2 separate regions of the Arachis hypogaea genome follow, and region 2 is linked to region 1. Evidence: chromatin contacts called from public Hi-C data. All regions are on one chromosome and are shown on one strand. The core of a region is the stretch at or near the end of the contact, and the rest is flanking DNA. Distances in the headings are between cores, read along the strand shown.

Region 1 (2,816 bases), core at 210-2,709:
CTTGGCTCTTGATGCTTTCCACTCCATAACCACCATGATAGGTTGGTAAAAGCCACAGCCATTTACCCAGCGGTGTCAAAATTCTGCAGCAAAACTCTTTGATAATCCAATAGGCACAAGCTCTTGTTGAACAAGAAAGCTATCTCTTGCAGGAGAAACCTATAATGAAGAACTTGATTAATTACTACAAAACCACACCAAAACAAAGAAGCCCTATCAATCAAAGTGAAAACAATGTTGATGAAAAAGAAGAAAAGAACGAAAATCCCACGTTTTAAATTTTAAAGAAGTATCTGAATAAGAAAACACGAGTATGTTTTTTCCTCTATATAAACCTTTTTGAAGAAAAAAAAACGTGTATGACAAGAAAATGGTAGGTGCTAGTTGAATTCCAAGAACAAACAGCTAGTAGAGTTGAATTGTTCAGCATGGCTATTCAATGGTTTTTGTGGCCACCATATATAAGTTCAAGAGAAAGACAAATACAAACTCTTAGCATTGGTGCTAAAATTTTGTTTGTTATATACATTGAATGTATACACCCAAAAAACAAAGCCAAAAACAATATTCTAAAGTACATTGAATCAAGACAATTATTCTCAAAACAGTAAGAAACAATTAAAATCGACCTTGACACATAAGCAAGTATAATAGCAGAATCAAACCAGAAATCTACACAAAACAAAAGAAAGAAAGAAGGGGGGGGGGGGGGGGATCCAGAAATAGCAAAAACCTTAAAATAGCCAAAACTTGAAAGAATCCAATCCAATTTTACCTTCAAAACTTGACTCATTTTTTCAGTACATGCTTAGCTCTTAAACGAAAATCGCAATTTAGAAGAAATTAAAAAATAAAAAATAAAATTGTTAAAACAAACACAACAGAATCCAATAAAAAAAATCTTTTTAATATTTTTCGTAATCGGATAACAAAGTCGAGAAAAGATGAGAGGAACTGAAAAGCTGAACGCCAAAAACCGGTTTCGAAAGTTCGCTTTTTTTTAGGAAGATTCAGAGCATCAAGGAACTCCTAATTAAGGTTAAAACAAAAAAAGGTAAATAATAAAAGAACTGACAAAAAATAAAAAATCGCCATTAATCATGAATGAATACCTAAGCGTTAAAATCTGAGAAAGTGTCTATTATTAAAAAATTTAGCCCCAAAAAGTACCAGCCAATCGAAACCCTCGTTTTCACGAACAATGGATGACCTTTTTTTCCCCAACTTACAGAAAAAGGGAACAACAAAGAAGTTGGAAGAAAGAAAGAGAGAGAGAGAAACGCAAACGCTTAAGGTTCTTTTATATAATAGGAAGTGCAGGCACCGTTGGATGAATCGGGTAAACACGTGGCCTGAGGAGAGACGTTGGATGGGTTACGGGTGTTCCAATCATGTGAGAATGTTGTTCAGTGGGTGCAGAAACAGGTAACAACTAACGAGAGTCACAAGTAATTTTGACTATAGACGCATCAAATATTGTGTTTTAAAATACTCAGTCAGTATATTATATTTTTTTGTTAAAAAAAATAATTTATTTTTTATTATTACTATTAGTTTTTTATAATTATGTTTTTTTTTATTTTATATAAAAAGTAAGATAAATTAAATTTTTATTATTTATTTTATTTTATATTTTTTATATTTATATTTTTTTATTCTATTTTCAAAATCAATAACTTAAAGGATTACGTGGACCAGGAATAGAGAATAATAAAAGAGGTGGTGAATTACTTCATAAGCAGCCAACTGAAAGAGGAGAAAGAAAGGGGGATTTGGGTTGTTATAGCGTAGCGTGCACCCAAATTCGCAGAGTGAAACGACCGTTGAACTCCACGTGGCCATTTGGCGGGTATGGATTGCTTTTCTGTTTCGTCCAGTTCGTTTAGTTCCTGTTTGTTTGAATAATTTACATATGATTCCGCTAATTTCTTTCTTCCGCTAATCTCTTTCTTTAATAGTGTAATAGAGAAATAGTGATTGCTATGCCCCCTAAAAGTGTTTGTCTAACTTACTAAAAAGGGTTAAAAATTAATATTTAATTTTAAAAGTATAAAAGTAAATAATTATTAAATATTCAAATGTTGTCATAAAAAATAAGTTAGGCAAAAGTTAGGCACCAAGTTATAGGTACCATAGAATTCACCTAGAGAAATATTAGATCAGAGAAACTCTACATTCTACATCCATATAATTTCTTCATCAAAGCTATTTAAGTATTTTCTTCTAGACACGCCTCCTCCACTTCCTCACTCATTTGTCATACACGCGCCTCATATAACATAAGTTTTTTGCTGCGTGATAAACATTTCCTCAACGTAAAACTTTCTGCTATAACCTAAACCTTATTCTTTTTCGTATGTTCGTTCTTCTTCTTCTTCTTCTTTTTCAACGTAATAAGCTTTGTCATTCTCCCTCTGTTCGTGTTTTTTTTATTGTTTTTTTCTTTTTCTCTGCTCGCGATCTTCATTATTGATCTGCATTGAATTCAATGTAATAAGCTCCGTCATTCTTCTTCTTCTTCGTCTTCTTCTTCGATCTTCACCTCTGAATCGAAACAATGAATGATTCAACTTCAAATCAGTTGAATGAGAACGATTTGGTTTATTCTTCTGAAACGAATCATGCTGATAAGGTTTGGATTATTCAATTTTAAATCAAATATAATGGAATGCAATTGTTAATTTTATTTGAATTGAATTCAATGGACGTAGGTGTTTTTGAATCTAAATTAAATTGAATTGAATTGATAATATCTAAATTGTAGACAGAGGTGTTTCGAATTTGATTTTGTATAATAGATTATGTTTCGTTCACTA
Region 2 (2,816 bases), core at 170-2,669, 43 kb after region 1:
TAAAGAAGGTTCCTGTGGAGTAAAGAAGATGGGAATAATGGGATACCACTGGTGAAATGGGAGATAGTTCAAGCTCTGAAAAAGCTAGGAGGTTTGGGGGTGGGGGATGCTCTAATTAGGAATGCGGCGCTACTGTTCAAGTGGTGGTGGTGTTTTTCAAAGGAGGACTGCCCGCTTTGGAAGAAGATTGTTTGCTCTTGTAATCAGTTGGACCCAACTGTAATGTTATCAAACCAACCTGTGCCATCAAGAGGGGGGCCGTGGAAAGATATTTGCCAGCTTAATATTAAGGAGCAACAGGCAAGAGATATGATGATCAGGGGTCTGTTGATAGAGGTGGGAAATGGCAGGAACATTCGTTTTTGGGAGGATGCGTGGTTACAAGATGGCTCTTTGAAAGAATATTTTCCAAGACTCTTCTCTATTTCAAATTAACAAGGGGACTGTGGGTTTTGGGATGGGTTAGAGTGGGTATGAGACTTCCAATGGAGGAGGGAACTCTTCCAATGGGAGTTAGAGTTGCTAAATCAATTACACGACCGGTTGAGGGTTGTGAGGTTATCGGTTGATAGATAGGATTCAGTGGTATGGAAATTTGATAAAAATGGAGTGTTTTCTACTAATTCTTTTGTGCAGGTGCTACAAAATGAGACGCTCCCAACCGACATCACAAGTTACAACTTCACAAGCTCCATTTGGAGAGGCTTGGTTCCACCAATTAATCATCATGACAACATTTGTGTTTTGTGTAAAAAGAACATAGAATTTGTACATTATTTATTTTTTACCTGTGAGTTCACGTGGCAGGTGTGGTGTGCATGGCTGACATTTTCTGATAGAGCTTGGGCCATCCCGGGAACCACTAAAGAGTTCTATGAGAGCTGGATCGAAGCAACAGGTAGGAAGTCTGAGCAAAGAAAATGGCTGATAGAATTTTGTGCGGTTATTTAGAACATCTGGTTGAAGTGAAATAGCAGAGTTTTCCAGCAAGTAGAGACAAATGTTGAAGGAGTTAAGATCATGTCCTTCTTGAGTTACAAGGATTAGTGTGGAGTCGATCCGTTCGATTGTTGATGACAATGCCGGAAATGACAACGAATACCAACTTTTCAGTTATGTCTGTGTTTATTTTGGTTGTCCTTGTTCCTCTGCTCTACTTTACTGTGTTGAACTATTTTGTTCAAAAAAAAAAAAAAAGATATTGGAGGAGACGATGAGAGGTGAATTTGATCACAGCTTAGCATGCATTAGCATGAAGACAAGAGTTCCTCCATCATCACATGTTCACATCCTATAATATTTTGTCTTATACGATGATATTGGAACCAATCATTCAATTAGCAATCTACCATCCAATCCACTTGCCAGAGGGTCCTTAATTCCTTATTCGGTCCAATAAACTCTACATGCATATTGAAAGTTTGAAACCCATCCACGAAATGTTTGTGGCTTATTTTGATTTCCTCATCCACATCCACGTGTCACTCACTAATTTAAACCTTTCATAATTGACACGAAAATTATCACTTGTTCCTCCTGTGAAAATAGGAACAAGAAAAGGACTAATATAACCCTAATTTTTTAGGTAAATTGACAGAAAAGGCCAGCTCAAAAACACTATTTGTGGCTCTCGGCTATCATAATTTGTAACATAATTCAACTATTATTCAATGATATATATTTTTTCAATAAAATTTCATATATATGTTTTATTAATATTTAACATTTATTAATATTTACTCATCAACTTATTATCTATTACTCAATTTTATAATTATTTTCACAACACACAAGTGTATAAATGAGATATTTAAAATATAATGATATAGAATGCTTATACAAATATTTTATGATATCCATTTTAATATAGAGTTTTAGATCTACCATTCAACAATGTCAATGGATTATATTAACTACAATACTGATGTTCAAATTTATTTATTGGAACATTTTAGATGCAACCAAAATTAATAGCGGCGAGGTTCATGTTGGTGGAAAAGTATTTAATTCATTTTGTGAAAATACCAAAATATGCTTATAGTGAACTTTTCTTTTAAGAATAATTTGGTTTAACTGTATTATAAACTAAAAATTTAAAAACAAAACGACTAATATACCCTTTAGTTGATTATTACACTAAAATGCTCCTTAAAACATTAACTTTAAAAATGCTATATTAGTATCTCTAAAATTAAATTCAAGTTTATTTAGAATAAAAATGAAACAACTTTAATCTTATAAGGTATATTTTAGTATTTTAAAATAAAACTCAAATTTTCGGCTAATAATTCAACTAAACAACATTAATCTTAAAAAGACATTTTCATTTTTTTAAGATTAACCAACCTTTTAGTTTTGACTTTTTAAGTTCAAATTGAAATGTCTATGACTAGTTTAGTTAAACAATCCTAACCCTAAAAAGTCATTGTTGTCTTTCTAAAATAACTAAAAAGATATTTTAATTTTTTTAATATTAAATTCTAAATTCTAATTTCTAATACAAATTAAACGGTCTTTGTTCTAAAAGATTATTATAATCTTCTTATAATTAATGTTAAAATGAATTTTTGTCTTTCATAATCATCAGAAATACTATTTTAGTCTTTTTATAATCAAATTTTAATTACTAATACAATTAAAGAATCGTAATATTTAAAAAAGACATTTTAGTATTTTATAATTAACAAAAAGGTATATTGGTTTTTCAAAAGTGTTTTGACCTTTTAGTTACCAATACAATTAAAGAATCGTAATAATTAAAAAAATATTTTAGTCTTTTAAAATTTTATCAAATTCATCCTAAATCACCTTGTAAT

Evidence for each region. A called contact is a pair of places that touch in the nucleus more often than the background predicts.
Region 2: a Hi-C map of leaf shows a contact between it and region 1, with 2.2 times the contacts expected there. The contact joins the enhancer-like site here to the promoter of LOC112765296 in region 1. A contact is called at or near these places in 3 of 8 Hi-C or Micro-C datasets (all in leaf).

What each region holds. Positions count from the first base shown.
Region 1 is chr17:39,892,204-39,895,019 of arahy.Tifrunner.gnm2.J5K5, forward strand. It overlaps LOC112765296, which reads right to left and starts at 1,460. Exons shown (of 3, transcript XM_025811206.3): 1 at 1,113-1,460; 2 at 1-159. The coding sequence starts at 62.
Region 2 is chr17:39,935,227-39,938,042 of arahy.Tifrunner.gnm2.J5K5, forward strand. No RefSeq gene overlaps it. Among protein-coding and RNA genes, the nearest start is that of LOC112765053, 10 kb to the right of the region's middle. Within about 2 kb of position 1,420, at least 1 of the 3 cell types and tissues checked has open chromatin away from gene starts, as enhancers often do.